2 separate regions of the Mus musculus genome follow, and region 1 is linked to region 2. Evidence: chromatin contacts called from public promoter capture Hi-C data. All regions are on one chromosome and are shown on one strand. The core of a region is the stretch at or near the end of the contact, and the rest is flanking DNA. Distances in the headings are between cores, read along the strand shown.

Evidence for each region. Promoter capture Hi-C pulls out the DNA fragments that hold promoters and counts their contacts.
Region 1: a contact with region 2 is called in a promoter capture Hi-C map of hippocampal neurons, with 6 times the contacts expected there. The contact joins two enhancer-like sites. A contact is called at or near these places in 2 of 39 promoter capture datasets (cranial neural crest and hippocampal neurons) and 1 of 115 datasets of contacts at active chromatin or transcription factors (astrocytes).

Annotation. Positions count from the first base shown.
Region 1 is chr15:83,449,472-83,453,538 of GRCm38.p6, forward strand. The region is part of intron 1 of Pacsin2 (protein kinase C and casein kinase substrate in neurons 2); the gene reads right to left. Among named protein-coding and RNA genes, the nearest start is that of Pacsin2, 13 kb to the right of the region's middle. Within about 2 kb of position 2,465, at least 120 of the 459 cell types and tissues checked have an H3K27ac peak or open chromatin away from gene starts, as enhancers often do. A contact at or near this core is called in astrocytes and hippocampal neurons, where this site is marked.
Region 2 is chr15:82,291,671-82,295,678 of GRCm38.p6, forward strand. Septin3 (septin 3) reads left to right here. Exons shown (of 12, transcript NM_001368785.1): 12 at 1-2,904. Among named protein-coding and RNA genes, the nearest start is that of Wbp2nl, 5.3 kb to the right of the region's middle. Within about 2 kb of position 2,496, at least 62 of the 459 cell types and tissues checked have an H3K27ac peak or open chromatin away from gene starts, as enhancers often do. A contact at or near this core is called in astrocytes and hippocampal neurons, where this site is marked.

The sequences.
Region 1 (4,067 bases), core at 1,215-3,714, 1.2 Mb after region 2:
GCGTGCACCACCACACCCACGAAACTCTTATAAAGGCAAACATTTAACTGGGGTGGCCTTACAGTCTCAGAGGTTTAGTTATCATCATAGTGGGAAGCATGAAAGTATCCAGGCAGACATGGTGCTGGAGAAGGAGCTGAGAGTTCTACATCTTGATCCGGAGGCAACCAAGAGGGGACACTCTTTCTTCTGCACTGGTGGAGCTTGAACATAGGAAACCTTAAAGCCCACCAACACAGTGCACACTTCCTTCAACAAGACCACACTTCCTAACAGTGCCACTTCCCATCAGCCAAGCATATTCAAACTACCACACTGCCTAAGAGCGACTTCCCAATAAGCTTGCCTATATATACTTGAATTTGGTTTGAGTTGTGTAGAAGTAGCTTATCACGTCAACCCTCACAGATTCATCCTACACTGGACAGAGCGGACAGGCCCAGAGAATAACAGGAACTTCTTTTGCAGGTAACACAGCCTCTGAAGGGCAGAAACTACTATGGAAGCTGCCATGTTTATTTATTTAAATTCATAATGCTTTAAATATATAATTTTATGTGTTGGGCTATATTATTCAGTTATCCTCACCCACATGCCACATACAGCCCACAGCCAAGGGCTGGACACAGCTGATACAACCTGTAACTGTTGGGCACAGTCCTGAGGGGCCAAAGTCTTGGTAGTCACTTGGCCACTGGGAGCCATTACAATACAGAGTCAGAACCTCCCTCCCCCTGTGTGCTCCACTGTGGAATCACACACAGGCAGTGGTGCATGAAATGTGGTACAACAGCCGTTTACCCGATCATGCAACAGTTGCCCACTTTTAAAGGTGAAATGGGGAGAGGTGACTTAGCAGTTAAGAGAGCTGACTGTTCTTGAAGAGGATCTGGGTTTGGTTTGCAGTATCCACAATCAGGCAGCTCACAACTGCCTCTTACTCCAGTTCCAGGAGGCCCACAGCCCTCTTCTGGCCTCCTTGGGCACTTGCACAAATGCCATGCATATAAACTCACACAGGCGCGCGTGCGCGCGTACACACACACACACACACACACACACACACACACACACACGAACACAATATACAAGTAAAAAGTCGATCCCAGAACAAACAGCAGAGCCAAGGCAAAGTCAGAGCAATCTAAGAGCCGAGCATCCTCAGGAGGTGCCACACACGCCTACACCCAAAGCACCCTCTATAGCAAGATCCAAACGCAGAGCCAGCTGTTAGCGCCTTGAAAACTCGGCCTCCAGCAGCAGACTGAGCAGGTGGAGAGTAAGGTCTGCGGCCTCTGCAGATCCTGTCAGGACTGGCAATCTGCAAACTCCATTCCTAAAAGGGAATCCCTACAGTCCCTAGTAGGCTAAGTTTATACTCTCTGCAGCCAGTCACACAGCAACTATGAAGCTTTTGGAAGGCAGGGTTATGAGAAGTTCCTCCACACTCATAAGATAGAACACATGCTATTTTAAATTATTTCTAAATGTCATGAACCTGGATGTTCCCAGCAGAAGTAGAAGACAGAGCCGCTCAGGTCCAAACCAGTGATTCTGGAAATGAACACAAGAAGTTCTTCAGGGAAGGTGGGCTAGGTGAGCCAGAGAGAGGTGATAAATAGCTCTCAGCTCCTGCTTCCACCAAGCAACTTCAGATCTACACTTACAAAAGCAAGAAGATCTTCAAAGGGCTATCAAAGGTGCTCGGCAGGTAAAGGCTCTTGCTGCCAACCCTGATGACTTAAGACCCAAGCAAGGACCAACTCCTGCAGGCTGCCCTGTGATGTCCACATGTGAGTCATGGCACACCTCTACCCACACACATGCACAAATAAGTAAATGCCAAAAACAAAACAATAACAAAAAGACTTTAAAGACAAGATAATAAACGGTAATTCCACAGCGACTACAAACGGTAGATTCCTGCGACCTCATCACATTCATGTCCCTATTACATAGTCAGGTGCACCTTCTGGCCCTGTTCCTTTGCAGAGCCAGCCTTTAGGCCCAGGTGTAAGAAACATAAGCAACTTGATGGAACAGCAGAAGCTGGGCCCCAGTGCAGAGCAAAGCCCGGGACAGGAGCTAATGTAGGACTGGGTCAGGCCTGTCCCATGCCATGCTATCCTGATGAGCTGGGACATCTGAGCAGGGATTTCTCAAGGAAATAAAATGAACTGTGCAGAGAGCCACAGGGAGCGCCCGCCATCGGGGCTTGGCACTGGCCATCCAGTCTGGCTGAAAATCTCCCACCCAGCTCCTGCAGGAGCCTTTGCCACACACAAGCAAAGTTCAGCCAGTTGCTAAGGCAACAATGACTCAGACATGTTTAGGCATCTGCAGAAACGAAGCCAAAGTACAATTTCCACACTTGTGATAAAAACACAGGCTGCCAAGTACACAGCCAACCATTACTCTAAAATTTGGTCTTATTGACAGAATAAACAGGGGTGGGGAAGGGAAGCAGGAAGCTCCTAGTGCCTAGCAGAGCCAACCGTCAGGCTAATCCCAGAGTGCTGGCACTAAACCCAGCTTGTGTCAGGGAACAAAATGCCTCTTATGCTCCTGTGCTGTCTGAGATGGTTTCCTCTTATTTCTACCTCCATGTGGAGTAAAGTCTTCTGCTTTGGTTCAGCTGTGAACCAGCTTTTCGTAGAAGAGGAACTAAGAATCCGAGCTTTGCCCATGGTGAGGCAAGATAAGTGAAGGGGAAAGAGCTTCTAGGGGAGGGATAGATGTGGGAGACACAGCAAGTGTGCAAGGTAAGAGCAGAGGTGGGCTAGCCTGGCCATGACCCCGGTACCACCAGACACCATCCTATCCATTCATGAGTCTGCACGTGCACGTGCGCAAACACACACCTTGTCCTTTGCAAACCCTGAGAAATGAGCAACCAAGAAAACAGGACTCTGCTCAGTCTTCTATAGGGCAGTAAAAGGTGAGAAGGTCAGGCAGCCAATGGGAAGGGACAGAATGAGTTATATAACAATAGTAGAGTGCCTGTCTATAACAGCAGTGAAGAGAAGCCGAAGATTCTATGAGAACTGCAACCCCAACCCACTGAGGCAAAGTCCAAAGGCTCACTTGACCTCAGGCTACCATGATCTTTGAACGATCCCAATGCCAACAGCCTTGCACAGTCCTTCCTAATTTACACACTGCAAACGTGGAAAGCAAACCAGGACAAACCCTGTCAGCTACTGTGGTTCTGAGCAGCCTGACAACTTACATACAGCCTTGGGGAAGAGGACCATTTACTCAAGTCTCTAGTAACAAGTAGAAGGGGCAGCAGGATGGCTCAAGTACTCTTTTTCACACTTGCTTGCTTGCTTGATTGATCGCTCCCTCCCTCCCTCCCTCCCTCCCTCCCTCCCTCCACACTCTCCCCGCCCTACCAGGTGCTGGAAACTGAACCCAAGGCCTGAGCTTGCTCTGCAGGAGCTGTATCCGGAGTGAGGTAAGGACTTGTTCTTCCTCATGAAGGAATAGCATCCCTGCAAGGAGCATCCACTCAGGTTAGGAAGGGAATGGGACTCAAGAAAGCCTCATGAGAGTCTCTCTCGGATACTGATAACTTCCAAAGACCAAGAGACAGTTTAGGAAGAATTCCCCAGAGTTTTCTTTTATCTAAAATACTAGAAATCAGACTTAACAAGAATTCAAACAAGTTTCAAAACCCTCTAAAGTGTGTTCAAGCTTTAAAGCCATTTGTGGGAATTTCTCCTCAGAGAGGGATGGGAAGGGGAGGGAGGGGAAGGGAGGGAGGAGGGGAAGGAGAAGAGAAAACTCAAGTACAAATTTATCTAATTAGAAAAACAGTGGAAATAACCTAACATGCCCAGCACCAAGAAATGTTTCAATCTCAGACAGTCACCAAGGTAACCCTGGACATCATTTAAGGGGCTGGGGGTGTATGTAGCTTGGCAGACCCTAGGGCTGATCAACGCCTGAAAAGGAAGAAGGAACTTCAACAGAAATACAGAATGAGGACATTTAGGTCAGACATGGTGACATAGGAAAAAATCCCCCCCACCACACACACACACAAAGACATGGGCCATTTAAAT
Region 2 (4,008 bases), core at 1,246-3,745:
CGTCCTGATTTCTCTTCTCCCTCCCCAGCGTCCTTTGCCTCCTTTCTTCATATATATTCATGCATTCACCCCATTTCCTGCCTGTCTCTGACCTTTTATCTCCTTTTAGAGTCATCTATGTTAGCTTCCTTTCTATATTTAGAAATCATGCCCAGACTTTCTAAATTGACTTTCTATTACCCTAAGATAGAATCACAGCTAGGGGCTGAAGAGATGGCTCTGTGCTTCGGGGGACCTTTTGCTCTTGCAGAGGACCCAGGTTCAGTTCCCAGCACCTTCTTGGTAGCTTACAGTTATCTGTGACTCCAGTTCCAGAGGACCTGACACCCTCTTTTAGCCTCTATGAGCATGGTGTACATACATACACATAGACAAGCACTCATACGCATAAGATAAAAAAAAAAAAAACCCTTAAAAGAATAAGATCCTAAGTAAAAGCATGGGGCAGGGCATGCCGAGATTGCAAGAGAATTCAGTTATAGAGAAGATGACTAGGAAAGCCAGTTTCTGCAGCTGACCACTGAAATTTGCTCTGACTTGGGAATAGCCTGGGGAAATGGGAGAATTTGGTAGCTTGGGCTGCTCTGGGTGTTCTGTTCAAGAAGCACATCTATTGGGCAAATGAGGCAAACTTTAGGTGGAGGAAATTATATTCACAAACTAATTCTGAAGAATCGGAAAAAATATACAGAGTTTCTTAGGCGGCTGGACTTGTGAGACAAACTAACACAGTTTCCCGTTTTCTAGCAGCCTTCTGTCCATGTTAAGCTGGCTTCTCTGTGGCTTTGTTTCTTACAAACCCAACTCACTCTTTCTCTGTTCTCATTTGTCTGTCTGTCTTTCTCGGCTTCTCCCCTCCCTGCATTCTCTCACCATCCAATCCTGTAGATGTTCCCAGGAATACCCACAGCCATACATTTAGCCTTCTCTTGCCTTCTCAGGAGCCTTGTATTTATTAATGCATACTTTAACTGCTCCTTGCACATTCAAGTTTTTTTTTTTTCCCTACAGTTTCTAAGGCTGCTTTAAGGAAAGCCATTTAGCCATAGGAAAGGGAAGATACCACAAAATTCTGTTTAGAACTGATCTATCCACTATGCCACCTCCCGGTCCAGCCTGGGTGTAGAACTGGTCTTCACTGACTTCAGCCCTTTATTACCCAGTCACTAGGAAAACAAACACACAGACAAACAAAAAACAAAAAGAGATGGAAGACCCACAATTCAGTGGACCAAGCAGAAGTGGTCCTAATCCTATGGTCTTAGCCTTTCCTGGAGACTGCTCTGTCTCTAGTCCTCATCTATAACGTCACTAAAGAGTGGCCAGCTGTCAGGCTAGAGTGGTAGCAACATAGAGCTCGCTGACAGCTCTAGTGAGCTGCCCTGTATGGTGACATGGGATTGGGCACCTAGGGCCAGCAAGGGATAAGAATGGTGGGTGTTGGAGAGTCTAAGTAGGAGAATGCTGCCTGTCTCCACTAAGCTGTGGTCTCACTCTCCCTGGAGAAGCTGTTTTATGTGTCTGCTGCCGGCTGCCGGTCTCCACACCCTCAACCGTTCTCAACTCCCCCTGCAGGGAGAAGGCCTCCTGGGCACTGTCCTTCCACCTGTACCAGCCACCCCCTGCCCCACTGCTGAATGAAGGCCATTTCAAGTGCTGCTTCTCCCTCATCCCTCCCAGCTGTTATTGCTGCAGGGCCACGCCCCTTTTAGCGCTGTGCTTGTCTAGCCCACCAGCACAGCCCCTCTCAGCCCTCAGTAGGTGGGAGGGGCTAGCTGCGGCTTTAGGACAGTTGCTTCCTCTGTTTAGCCAAACTACTCCTCTCCTCCCAATGGAATGGAGTTCCTGCCAGCACCACCCTGCTCCATCATCTGTGTCAGCAGCACCCCAGTCCTTGTGTAGGGAGGAGGAACTCATGGGAAGCTGCTCCTGCCCTTGCAAGCGCATACCAGCGACTTGTAACTGTCTCCAAGGGAACCGGCATTGCTCTCTAGCCATTCATTCTGCATGAGTACTTTCTTGGCTACCTTAACCGGTCAAGAAAGCAACTTTCCTGCTTGTCAGAGTCACTGAGGTCAGCCGTGTGAGCCCCTGTGTGGGACAAGGGTGTCTCCTTCATTGCTTAAAGGTATTTTATAAGGGTGATTCATTATACATGGTGGGGAGCCAGAGGCTAGTGTCACTTAAAAAAAAAAATCACCACTGGTGGCTGGCCCAGTGAGTATGTGTGTAGACAACCTGTTTACCCCAAAATATGGCCATCTGGGAAGTGGGTTTTGCTGAAAAGAGGTTGCTGGAGTTGACTTAATTATCCCCAAACTTTAAAAGAAAGGGAATTTAACACACATATGGACTACCCCAAACCCACCAGCTATACACTCTAGGAAGAAAAATAGCACCCTTTTATACATTTAGCAATAAGAGGGATCTCTTCCCACCTCCCCTGACTATTCCTACTCCCATCCCCCACCCTGTTAATGTGAGCAATGCATTAGCCTGACCACAGGTGGTCGCTATAGGCTAATGGAAAATACCCAAATGGAGGGCAAAGCCCCCATCAGATGCATGAATGTTTGCGAACGAACGGCTGCCACTGCCCCATACACTGTGTCTTTCTAGAACCCTCCCTCAGCCACCCCACCTGCCATCTCCACCTGGACACAACTTGCTCAAAGGCTGGTGACTTGTGGGCCATTCATCTACAAGTCCTGAAGGAACAAGAGGCCCAAGCCTCGGGGATGCAAGAATGGCCCATTTTAAAAACGTTGTTAGTCCCAGCCGACGTTTTTGGTGATATTCCAGTTTAGTTTCCCAATTGAAAACAAGCCAAACAGACACTCAGACTGGTCATGTAGATGTTGCTAGCCTCTGTTGTACAACTAAACATTACTGTTTGAACAATAATGGCCTGGTCTTTGTCTTATTCGTGTTTCTTGCTCCTTGATAAAATCAGCCGTGAATGACATCATCTCACTGCGTGTGAGCCAGGGACCCTCCTGGCAAGGCAAGAAGTAGCTACAGATATTAGATATTGAACATGTGGCATCTATTCATTTTTTGGGTAATGTGAGGCTATATCCCAGTCATTTCCTGGAATTTTGTAACTCTAGTGAGCGGGAGAGCTGACTCTCTTAGGACCTGTGTTTTTCCAGGAAGTATTTAGTCCCAATTACTTAACTTCTTAGCATTTCTCCCATCCCCAAGGCGTAAGGACCAAGTCTATAAATGAAAGCCTAGTCTAGCCTAGAAAGCTATTTTACTATGAATATATTGAGAATATAAAGGGGCCGTGAGATAGCTCAGTTGGGAAGGGCACTTGCTATCAAGGCTGACAATGAGTTTAAACCATGGATCCTACATGGCAGAAGGAGAGAATTAACTTCCATAAGTTGTCCTCTGACTGCCACATGGTCTCATGCTCACCTGCGCACATGCGCATGCAAACACATATACGGACAATTTAAAAGGGAACAGGGAGATGGCTCTGCTGGTAAGTGTGATGACCGCACAAGCATGAAGACCTGAGTTCAGATCCCTAACATCCACATAAAACCAGATACGGACCCAGAGGCCCTTGCCTGCCATGCGGTGTGGCTGGGTGGACGACAACCAGAGGCTAAGGTGATAAGCAAGGGTGTGGTGGAGATGGGAGAGGTGGAATGGTTTGTGTGCTATGAAGAGGCAGAAGCTGGGCGTGGTGGCGCATGTCTTTAATCCCAGCACTCGGGAGGCAGAGGCAGGTGTATTTCTGAGTTCGAGGCCAGCCTGGTCTACAAAGTGAGTTCCAGGACAGCCAGGGCTATACAGAGAAACCCTGTCACGAAAAACCAAAAAAACAAAACAAAACAAAACAAAACAAAAAAAGAGGCAGAATTGGAGATTACAGGGTGGAGAGGAACAGCCTGATGTGAGTGAGGGGCCTGCAATGCCACCTAAGGCTGCGGCCCATCGATAAGGGCCATGTCTGTGTTCCAGGTCCTGCAGCAGTAGAGGTCTATGACAATGTCT